Regions from separate parts of the Mus musculus genome. Here region 1 is linked to region 2. Evidence: chromatin contacts called from public promoter capture Hi-C data. All regions are on one chromosome and are shown on one strand. The core of a region is the stretch at or near the end of the contact, and the rest is flanking DNA. Distances in the headings are between cores, read along the strand shown. Region 1 holds the start of Cc2d2b (coiled-coil and C2 domain containing 2B). Region 2 holds the start of Lgi1 (leucine-rich repeat LGI family, member 1).

Region 1 (6,230 bases), core at 3,529-6,028, 2.5 Mb before region 2:
AGAAAAAAATGTCATTCTCAAGGGAAAACGTTACTGGAACTGAAGATCACGATACTAATGAAGAACATGCTATGAAAGACAAGTATGTTTTCCCTCAGATGCAAAATCAATCTACCTATTTATAATGTGAAAATGAAAAGGTAGCCTGAAGGGGAAGAATGATGTCAAATGGAAATGAGAGAATGAAGACTAATGAAGGGGAAAAGAAAGACAAATGACACATTTTCTCACATGGAGTGCACACACATGCACACATACACAAATGCATACATGCACATGCACACAGACAGAGTAAAGGAGTAAAAGTAGAATGGGCAGAGCATGGTGGTACGGGTCTTTAACACCATCACTCAGGAGACAGAGAACTGTGCATGCAAGGCCAGCCAGGGCTACACAGTGAGACCGTGCCTCAAAAATCTAAGAAGCATTTCACAAAGTAGAAACAAGGTGGAAGGGGACTCCCTGGGAGTGTGGACATGTGGAGGGTAGTTAGCGGTGGGGTAGGAAATGAGCAAACACAATTATGTCTGTATAAAAAGTCCTAAAGAAACTTGTTGCTTTCCATAATAACTAAAGCAACTACTGCACAGAATAAAAAGAAGTGTTGCCTAATTTCATAAGACACGCAAGAGTTACAATTCTTTGGAAGGGGAAGATAAAATTATCAATAATCAAATAATGATAGATGTCTATGCATTGAAAACCTGAGGGACACAATAGAACAATTGTAGACACAAGTTAGAAAGCTTCTCCATTACAGAGTATACAAGATACATATAAAAGTTACCTATATGATAAGGTTTTTTTGTTTGGCTGGTTTTCAGTTTTGTTCTGTTTTGAGACAGGATTTCACTCTGTAGTCCTGGCTGGCCTGGAAGAACTCACTATATAGATGAGGCTGGCCTCAAACTCACAGAGATCCACCTATCTCTGTCTCCTGAATGCTGGAACTAAATATGTTATAAATACACCCTAAGATGGTAGAAAAAAATAGCATATCATCTTTTAAATTTTCAAAATATATAGGAATTCAGTTACATGGCAACAGTAAGAGTAGAAAAAAATGACCAACTATAGATACATTTCACAGAGGCAGAACTCTTTTAATAGTCCTAATAACACATACCAGAGGGGCCCAAAGGTTAAAAGCCCTGCTACGTTTGCAGAGGACCAGGTTCGATTCCCAGCACCCACATGGCAGCTCACAGTCCTCTGTAACTCCAGTTCCAGGGATCTGCTGGCCTCCACAGGCACTGCATGCCAGAGGTGCACATATTTAAAGAAGGCAAAACACTTATATATGTAAAAAAAATAATTAACGTTTTTATATAAAATGATAAACAGCAGCTGTGGTTTAAACAAGAAAGCAATACTGGAGAACTGCACTTAGAAATGGACCTGTGAAGCCAGGCATGGTGGCCCACGTCTTTAATCCCAAGCACTTGGGAGGCAGAGGCAGGCGGATTTCTGAGTTCGAGGCCAGGCTGGTCTACAAAGTGAGTTCCAGGACACCCAGGGCTATAGAGAGAAACCCTGTCTCGAAAAAACAAAACAAGAAAAACAAAACGAAACAAAAAGAAATGGACCTGTGAATGAAGCATTGGCAGCAGACATATATGAGACAAGAGGACTGGACAGGGTGTAAAACTACTGAGTAGATTTGGAATAGAAAAGAGTCAAGTCCAAGTTAGCTAGATTTTTTTTCTTAATTAGTAGATGGGACATTTTAATGATTGGCTTAAGGACACTTAAGATTCTCCCTGCTTATGTGCCAAGATAAAACACAGCAGGAACAAGATGACAAAAATCAGTTCCTAATTTAACTATACTTCTTGATCTCCAACATCTTCTAAAATGAACCCCAAGCCCACCATGATGCTTCACACCCATAATTCTAACATCAAGGAGGCTGAAGCAGGAAGGTCCTAAACTGTTCTTCATGAGGAGACCCTGTCTCAGAACACCAATAAACACACAATAAAATAAACTTCAAACAAATACCTGGTTTCTGGTGCCTCTACAAATTTTGTTCATAAACCACAGAAAACAACCTCTGCATAACAAAACTCTAATGATTTATTAAAATAAAACAGAGCACTCAAAATATTAAACTTTTTTTTACAGCTCTAAAGCTGTCTTTAGCCTATTTATAGTCCACAAAGGACATAAGATAAATAAACAGATGGTTATCAACAAGACAGAGCTGGATGAAAATCATATCTGCTATACTCCTACAGTTTGACATTCTCTGTTACAAAGCTGGCTTGTGAGTGAAGGCCAACCCTCTCTTTCAGAATATTGTCATTAATTTTTGCAATGAAACCTTCTTCTAAAGGGTAAGGAAACTGGGGATTAACGATTTCTGTATCAGATGCCCTACAAGTCCAGTGCCAAAACACAAGTGAAGCCAGAGTTCTTGATCCACAGCAAGCAGATGGCAAATGTATTAGTAAAAGGTTTTACTCTTTGGCTGCCACTTAGAAACCCCTGAATGCTAGGAAGGGAGAGATGGCTCAGTAGCTAACAGTGATTCCAGAAATATGTTTCTCCCTGGGCTTGTTTGTTTGTTCATGACAGGGTTTCTCAGTGCAGCTCTGGCTGTCCTGGAACTCACTCTGTCCACCAGGCTGGCCTGCTTCTCTGTGGGTTCTTACTGGACCTCTTAAAATGTACTAATGTCCCCTTGTTCTTGCTTAGAACAGACTTCAGTCCAGTGTGGCTGTAGGTTTCCTCTTTCGCTGAGTGGATCCACTGTCATACAGTTCGACACTTCTAGTTTTGTTTTTTTTTAATTTAATATTTTAATTATTTACTTTACATCACAATCACGCCTCCCTCCCCTAATTCCCCAATCCCATCCCCCTCTCCTCTGAGCAGGTGGGGGCCCCTTGGGTATCCCCCTACCTTGGCACTTCAAGTCTTTGCAAAGCTAGGAGCTTCTTCTCCCACTGAGGCCAGACAAGGCAGCCCAGCTAGAAGAACATATCCCTCGTACAGGCAAATAAACTCTGCAACTGACGAGATGAGGAGGAGGGGGCATCTCCAAGAGAGACAGAGAACTGGGATAAGAAAGGCACCCAAGAATCAATGGGAGTGACCTTAGCTGTGACTCACAACTTTGGGGATATGGAACTTGACAAGACCACTTCCCATTAGCCAGGCAGGAACCCCGGTGGAGCCATTAGAGACACCAACCCACCCACCAAACTTTCAACCCCAAATTTATCCTGTCTATTAGAAATGTAGGCCCCAGGGATGGAGCAGAGACTGAGGGAATGGCCAATAAGAACTGTCCCAACTTGAGACCCAGCCAACGGGGCAAGCACCAATCCCTGACACTATTAATGATACTCTGTTATGCTTGCAGACAGTTGTGTTTCTTATGTCGCGTTCTTCAGAATTTCTTTTATTTGAGCTAGAACGTTGTGCCAAAAAAAATATATTCCAATAAAAATTCAAACAGTGGGCTGCATTTTGTCCAAATAAAAATCCACTAAACACATAGCATCAACTATCCTTTAGGAGCAGGTTACAGAAAAAGCAGAATTTAACAAAAGCCTCCCACCAGCCATATTCTTTAATAAGCATCAGGACCCTCAGATATTTTACTACCTGACAGGTTCAGAAATTCTTATCTTTTACTTATCTGTGATTTTTCCCCCTAAATCAAGAAGTGGGAATCTCGGCCCAGGCTCAGCTGGAGATGCATGTCTGAAATCCTAACACAGGAGAAGCTGAGACAGGAGGACCCAAGGAATGCATGCATGGCCCGAAAAGAAACCTTCTGAACTGTAAACTGGTATCTTTGGGAAACATCAAAACCAAGTTCCCTGTGCTCTCAAGACCAAGAAGATTTCACTTCTGCCCCTTTGCCCCCTCAAAGCCCTACAGCATGGTTTGAGGAAGGCGTGCAGGTGACACAGATTGTCCTATGGACTGAAGGCTTGTATCTAACACACCCAAGGCAATGTAATGATGCTACCTGGAAACTGATCTTGAGAATTATCAGAGTGCACTGGATTACCGACGGAGCACGGACACCGGGTCTAGTGAAACTGGCGAGAGTCCTGTGCTGTTTATATTCTAGGTCGAAGAGCCATCTCTGGGTCTGGACTCCAGTCTCAATTGGAGAAACCCTGAGGCCCTTCTCAGTGCGAGGGCCCTCGGGCCACACTTGCCACCTAGGGGTGAAGCAAGACTGCTTTTTCCTGGTCATCACTTTGCTTTGAGTTTTGTAACTTTTCTCAATGGACTGCACGCCACATTTCGAGCCTAATTCGCATCCTGTAGTCTTCTAGGGACTTTCTCCTAGCTCTTGTACCTGCCTTCTGTCAGTACTTACCTTGAAGTAAGTTCCGCTTGAAGTAAATTACCTTGAAGTAGTTCCGCTGATTCTAAGGTGTTGTCCTAATGCTTACCCTAGCAAAGAGTTCAACTCCAGCCGCCCAGCCTCCTCCACTCAGGAAATATTTTTCTGACCGGAACTTAATCCAAACCCCTCCCTGACCTCGAAGCTGTGAAATGTACACGTTTTCACCCCTATTCCTAAAACCGGGATGACTGGCAGGTGGCGCGGTTCCGTGCCCTCTCTTGCCACTTCACCTAGTTGCCTTGTTATCCCAGCCCCAGGATTCCGCACAGAGGAGGGGTGCATCCCCAGTGTACTCTGGTACCGTCATGGGGACCTTGAGAGATAAGACATTCACCTGATGGACACTGCTTTTCGATGCGTCTGGGAAGTGAAGACAGATCCTGAGCAGCTATCAACGCCTACAGCCGAAGAGCATGCGCAGTGCGAGCGTTTTTGCCCTCTGCCCCTCCCCTCCCCAGCCATCTGGTTCTGATCCAGCCTCAGTGCATGAGATCTCCTCGTGCACCTGAGCTAACCCTCCCCCCCCCCCCCGCATCCCTCGGGCCTCTCTTGCCCCTCCCTTTGGGGTGGGGGTTAGTGGCGGCTTAAGAACTGCATGCGCCACGCCACGGAGAGGGGACAGGAGAGCGGGTGCGCAGTGTGGATGCTTTTCATTTCAAGAGACTGGTGTCTGGCCCCATGCCACAGCCCTCAGTGCAAACAATTTTTTTTTCAGAGCTTGCAATTCGTGTCACAAATTTAATATCTTTTAAGTCTTGGGCTGGGTGCTGGAGAGCAAGCGATGAGGAGCACTTACTGCCCTTACAGAGGCCCGCGTCCCAGCACCCAGTTAGGTGGCCCACAACCGCCTGCCTGTAACTCCTGATGCCCTCTTCTGGCCTGGCTAGCACCTGCATTCACACATATACATATCCTCCCACACCCATAGAAACATAATTAAAAATAAAATAAATCTATGAAGGAGAAGTAGTGGTAGTTTGGGGCTGGGGAGATGGCTCAGCACATAGACTGTAATGTCAGTGAAGTTAAGATTCCCTGAACCCACGTAAGGCCAGGCAAGTGTGGAGACAGCCGCAGGAATCCCCCAGGGCAAGCTCTGGGTTCCAGAAGAGAGCAAAGTCTCAGCAAATAAAGTGTAGTATGATGGCAGAAGACAACCAGCGTCACACTGTGGCCTCCGCAAGCCGACCTACACCACGAACGCACCATCGCAGGCAGTAAATGAATAAACAAATCAAACAGCGGTATGTCCCCACCCTGCAAGCCTCTTTGTTCCTTGTTAAAATAATGATGACCTAAACAGAACTGATACAGTTGGGAGTTTGCAAGTGGGGCTGAGCACAGTGATGTGTGTCCCTTCATTCCAATATGCTGTTTTTATGAACCTCTTTCTGTGTCCGCCCCATTGAGCCGTTAGCCTGAGATTCTGAAGACACTTAGGAGGTCTTTAAAACTTAACGGGCCTCGAGAAAAGGGACGTAGGGAAATAGAGCAGCTGCAAAGGTGACTGCCCAGGCGAGGTAGAGACCCTGCGGCACAAGGGAACGAACTCAGAAGTTCCACTTGCCTCATTATCTGAAAAAGCAAACAAACAAAAAACGACTTACTGTTAACTGTGTCCACGCCTCAAAATTTATTTGGACAAATTCTCATTCCAAATAAAATCCTTGTTGTCTAGGGCTCATCTGGTATAGCAATTTAAGAGCAATGGTGGTAGATTCTTGTCGTTTGGGTTGTGAGCTTAGCCCTTAGGGGCCAGGCCATCTCTACAGTCCAACAGCAGAGTCAGAAAGCAGAGTCAAGAGTGTTTCCCTTACATACTGATGTCACGGATTAAATGGGAAATGTCTGCATGTTG
Region 2 (5,849 bases), core at 1,362-3,861:
ATTATAAAACCTGTTTAAACATGTTTTTTTCTTTGACATGTTAACACTTCCTGTAATCAAACGGATAAATAAACCCTTAGGAACTCTGTACTTAATTGCAATCAACCAAAAGCCTTAGGCAGGAAAGGACAGTAAGAAACCTTGTTACATAATGTCAAAACACCTGATCAAGTTTGTAACGGCAATCAAACAGTCAAGCCAGTTGTAGGATTTCTGACAGACCACAGAATATATTAAGTAACTTTTAGCATTTTATCTTGATGTAGAAAAATTAAAGCTACAGCCTTTATAAAAACATGTAAGACTTTGCCAAGGCCAGTACCCCCACATCTTGGGCTTGATCTAAAGCTGCTTGTAGTGATTCACACCTTTGATCTCCGCAGTGGGGAGGAAAAGGGGAGAACATCAGAAGCTGAAGACCAGCAGAGCTCTTGGCAAGGTCAGTCAGCGTGAACTATGTGAGACCCTTTTTTTTAAAAAAATTAATACTTAAATTTTTATTTCTCTCTGATCACAACACTTCAAAAATATGTCTTATCATTTCCATTTTGTAGATAAGGAAGCTGAGGGGAGAAGAGGGAGAGGGAGAGCTGGTCTGAACAAGACCACATGGCAACATTCCAGTGATTAGTGTGATGAGATTAGTGGGGTGAGATTCGAACACAGGACTCTTCAACTTCAAATGCACAGTGTTTGCCCATGCATAAACACAATGGCTAAGCATGGATGGCAAGGAAACAAATATAAATCTAGAAAGCAAATAAATTAAAAGCTTGGATCTTAATCACACAGTTAAGTAAGATATCTCAAATTCAGCATATGGACAGTCGACTGTGTCTGTTTTGGAAGTGTCTGTCTGCTAATCTATGATTGATGCTGGAGCACCAGAGACCCCTTGACTCTCATGTGATACCCATGAAGAACTAGGCTCCAGTTGCCAAACATTATTCATCAGAACAAATTATACATATTTCATTATCCCTGTAAAGAGGTCTGATTTCCTAGTCCAGTGCTATTTTTGAATATTTTTCAGGCATGGACTGAATATGTGGCTCCCTTGTGGCCATCTCAAAACATAGAACAAGGAGTATTTGCTGTATTAATATCATCTTTTCCTTGCTGTGAGGGGACTAGTTATAAATTAGAAAGCAGCCTCTTGAGAATTCGTATTTTAAGAAATTACCTAGAAAGAACCAAGGGTGTTTTTTTTCCTCTCTCTTTTTCTCCCCACATGGTAAATCATACAGAGACATAGTCTGCCCCAGATCCCCAAGAGACAACATCTTGAGTGCATATGTGATGCTGGGCTCTGAATTGACAAACCCAAGAACTCCAGCGCAAAATAACCGAAGTTCCCCAAGTTAAAAATGAAAGTAAGATCATCAAAATTAGTATTCTTGTTGCATCGTCCCAACAACTTCACAAATAGCCATTAAGCTAGACAGCATCACAGGTAATTGAATTTAAAGAATCAACTTTTATGGTGGATGTGAAGTTACAAATAACCCATCTATCTCCCGCTTTACCCATGTTCTCGCCCCTTTCAGAAGCATCATCACATTCAACAGAAACAATATTAAGCTCGTTTTACTAGAAGGCTTATCCGAATACATGCCATATTAAAAATAGTCATTATATAAATGTTTCTCACAAGAGCTGCAGCGATGGTGTGAATAAGAAACTCCCTTCTGAGATTTCAGTAAAACCAGATCTCACAAAGGATCTGAAAGAAAACAAAACACACACACACACAAAACAAACAGACACACACACAAAGAGACACACACAGAGAATAGATCTTATGTTAATCCAATTTACCATAACAGTTGCTATATTCCCCCACTATTTTATAAAGTACGATTCTGTCCCTTCCTAGAGGAAGCGAGAGAGAGAGAGAGAGAGAGAGAGAGAGAGAGAGAGAGAGAGAGAGAGAGAGAGAGAGAAAGAGAAGCCTGCTCCAGGTGCCTCCGGATAATGTCCAGGGTGGGGGCTAACTAAGCATGATCACTAGCAGCTTATCAAAAAATCACAAATTTTAAATGCAGGAAAATGTTAGTGCTGTCAAATGGTCAGGCATGCAAGAGGAATCTGTCTCACGAGCTCCATGCCCCTCTCAGAATACATACAAACCCCCAAATCCACCAGCTGGATTTTTTCTTTTAAATTGTAAATTAGATATCAAAATGCTTACGGGCCTTACAGTGAGATAACATCAGGAGGAACGGTGCGTGGAATGGATCTCGCATTCTCACATAAAGCGTTATCTTTGCTACAAGTACACACGGCAGGGCATTTTGGCTTCGCTGGTTTCTTCCCCTCAGTCAGCAAAACCACAGAAAAGAGGCATAGGAAATAGGCAATTCTTTTCAGGGGAATGCAGGCATTTCCCATCCTTCTGCTGCTTTCTGATTCCATGCAGTCGAGAGAATATCCCCACACATGAACAGGGCTTCTGGAATTCAGCTGCTGATTGTCTTGCTCTAAGAACAGGTCACATAGGAGTCCACCCTTCTCTGCTTCTCTATCTGCTTTTTTTTTTTTTTTTTTTTTTTTCAAAACAGGGACCTCCAGCTGATTCGTGAGCTGTTCCTCGCTCAGGCAGCGCACTGCTGGGGGAAGAGACCTGTGAGGTGCTGCGAGGTGGGAGCGAGCCAACTGCTGGAGGAAGAGAGCCGACTCACTTCACAGAAAACACTGAGCACAGACCAGTCTTCGAAGGCAAGCGAAGTGATGTAACAGAAAATAAACAGCTTTCTGCTTTCACCGGGAGGCCCTTTAATTGTTACCAAAAATAGGACGGCATTATGTCTTATTAGTGGGTGGGTGGGCGGGCGGGCGGTGGGGCATAGCATCTTAGCATAGGATGTGGGCAATCTCGGGAACCTCTGGGAATTTGCTCTTCATGTAGCAAACAGCCTAGTAAGAAAAACTAGCTTGGGGGACAGTCTTGGCTGGGAAGAGGAAGTTAAATGAAGCTGTCTGCTGTTAAATCCGTGCCTTCCCTGGCAGAGCCCACCTGGTTGATGCCACCGTTGAATGAAAAACCCGTGAACACACGGAGACTGTCAATTTCAGGGGAATACAGTGTGACTGAATACTTCTCTGACACTTATCAACTATTACAAATTATTGATTTTCATAATCCCCCACCACCTTGCACAGCCCACTCCTCCCTCCACGACAGGGAGGCGACAGAATGGTAAGCCGCCCCTGTGTATAATCCAGTCTCCTCCCTTCTTGCTCTCCCTTCTTTGGCAGTGTTCCTTCTAAAAGGCTGGAACGTACTCCCTGCCAGCAGGAGGCAGCCAACTCCAGCTTCCTGGGGCTTTGAAACTGGGTCTGGCTCACCCAGCAGGCTGCAATAAAGTGAAGTGCTAGAGTAAGCTAGAGACCCCACTTGGAGATCCCAGGTCATCTGGAAAGAGCGGATTTTTACAGACAAGGGAGCTATCCTGCCTGTAGAGTGGGGACATTAGGGATGATAGAGACGATAGGACAGATGGTCTCCTCATGACTGTGGGAACCAAATAAAAATCACAGGCTCTTATTGGCATATATCATAGGGAAGAAGAAGACACTCTCTTGGAAAGGGAAGTTTGTTTAAGGACAAAATCAAAATAGTGTGACCTTGGCTGTGAGGTTGTCCAGCCCCAGAGAGTGAAAATATCCTTAGGACAGTAGAAAAGAATGTCCTTTGACCAAGCTGATGGCGGCCATCCCTCATGGTGGCATAGCCACTCTGGTAAGTCAAGCACGGTCCTTCCTTTTCTTGCTTTTAAAAATTGAACGTATAAAATGAATTGTTCGAGTACCCGTGCCTTTATGAGACAAAGCCACCCTTATCAGAGGTCTTTGCCTTGCCATTCTCCCCCCCCCCCCCCCGCCCCTTGTAGCTGACCCTAGGCCAACTTCAGTGAACTCCTTTTGTTTGTTGGCTTAAAAAAAAAAAAAAAAAAAGAGCCTTGCTGTCTGTCTATGTAGCCTGTGATGATCTTAGGTTTTGTTCTTTCTGCCTCAGCCTCCAAAGTTGTGGGATTACAGGTAGGTGTTACAACTGACTCCGGGCTCAATGGCTCCTTTAACTCTATTGGCTTTGTGAGAGGAGGGCAGTGTTAGTCATGTTCACACTCTTATTGGATTGCTGGGATGAGGATGATGATGGTGGTGGTGATAATGTTGATTCGAGAGGATTAAAAGCTTCATGGAAGTGGAAACTGCTGCAAACCAGGGCCAGCATTCACTGTGTACAAGGTGGGGGTATCCAACGTGCCTGTAGGAGCTCGTTGGACAATGCATGGTCTATTCACATGCAGTAATCATATATTCACCTAATATACTTCAAATTGCCCCACAGTGTTATAATAAAGGGACTTGCCTTGGTCGGAGAGGTCAGGGCACACTTCTATGAAGAAACAGTGAAGGAGCGAGGAGGGAACAGCTTGTGCAAAGCCTGGGGTGCTCTGCCGAGCCATAGGATGCTGCTGCTGCTGCTTTAAGCAGAAATTCTTTCCTGGTGCATGTTTCAAAAAGACAGGTCTTAGAGAAGCCCTGCCTGTAAAATGGACTGTGTTACCACTGTGGATGAAAGAGACTGTTCTCGGAAACCCAGACCCGTGGGCAAGCCTCAGCTCACCAGTAATGTATCACTTCAAAGGTGGCCACAAGTTGAATCTTTTAAAAATTGAATCCTTCTGCAAGTGCAGGATGGGATCTCTCTGCATATAAGGAGATTACACGGTGAGGATTTTATACCGTCATTTTATTCAAATTGCCGCTCTCTTAATTCCCTGATTTTTAATAACTTTTGTTAACCACGACACAGTGGCCTTGAACGTCTTCATGGACCTTAGATCTTGGATCCAACCCCTGCATATTATATTTTGATGGGGAAACTGAGGCACTGAGCCCCCACACAGACACCTGTTGACAGAGCCATTACCCTGTATGACACAAAACAATGGTAAATAGGTGATTCAAACAACCAACGGGGTCAAACAGGATATTCCCTCCCTAGGATAGCCTCTCAGATACAACCAGATATCAAGATTGACAAGCCCTTGGCTTTGGGCTCCCTGACAGCCAAGCAGCCTCCCTCTCTCCCTCCCTCTCTCCCTCCCTCCCTCCCTCCCTCCCTCCCTCCCTCCCTCCCTCCCTCCCTTCCTTCCTCCTTCCCTCTTCCCTCCCTCTCTCTTTCTTTCTTTTTGTCTTTCTTTTTTGGTGTGGAAAAGCCAGGAAGAGAATGCATGACAGTAAGAAACTAAATCCCTACCATCCGCTTGCAGCTCAGCTCAGCTCAGTTTGTCTGTCAGTTCAAACGGAGAAAGGACCACTTGGGGGGGGGTGGGGAAGGACACTAAGGACAAACTACAATGGGCATTTTGAAAAGACAGTAACTTTTTCTTTTTCTATGGCATTTAAAGCCCAGACTTGAATTCCTTACTCAATTAAAACGCCCACCAAGATCAGGCACAGTTTAAACCATGCGGTGAAGGATGCTGACAGCCTTTCTGGGAAGAAGCTCTAGAAATGGAACTGAGGAGGGGCTTGGGAAGTCTTGAGAGGGTTGAGGTCAGACAAGAGGACATCCTGCTGGCCAAGCTTCCCACCCTGCTCTCCTGGGAAGCCCCCGAGGAGTGTAGAACAGATATATAGAAGTTTCCACAACTCGGAGGTCCCTAAATAAAGTTGGCCACCTACCTGTGGACTCTGGTGACCTTTGGGAGAAGGGCCTAGAGCAGATGAAAGCAGAGTTGGCAGGAGACCCAGGGGAGCTGGAAGGCCCCGTTGAAACAGGCTCCGCGCCTAGTCTGAGCTGCAGAGGAACAATGGAGAAGAATCCAAAGCTGGCT

What was found. Promoter capture Hi-C pulls out the DNA fragments that hold promoters and counts their contacts.
Region 1: a promoter capture Hi-C map of hippocampal neurons shows a contact between it and region 2, with 5 times the contacts expected there. A contact is called at or near these places in 2 of 39 promoter capture datasets (hippocampal neurons and liver).

What each region holds. Positions count from the first base shown.
Region 1 is chr19:40,747,365-40,753,594 of GRCm38.p6, reverse strand. It overlaps Cc2d2b (coiled-coil and C2 domain containing 2B), which reads right to left and starts at 4,778. Exons shown (of 35, transcript NM_001376940.1): 1 at 4,707-4,778.
Region 2 is chr19:38,261,449-38,267,297 of GRCm38.p6, reverse strand. It overlaps Lgi1 (leucine-rich repeat LGI family, member 1), which reads right to left and starts at 2,611. Exons shown (of 8, transcript NM_020278.3): 1 at 2,201-2,611; 2 at 1,652-1,723. The coding sequence starts at 2,415. Gm32771 (a long non-coding RNA gene) reads left to right here. Exons shown (of 6, transcript XR_003952844.1): 5 at 384-439; 6 at 2,562-2,764. It overlaps Gm32491 (a long non-coding RNA gene), which reads right to left. Exons shown (of 3, transcript XR_386684.3): 2 at 5,698-5,812; 3 at 4,636-4,715.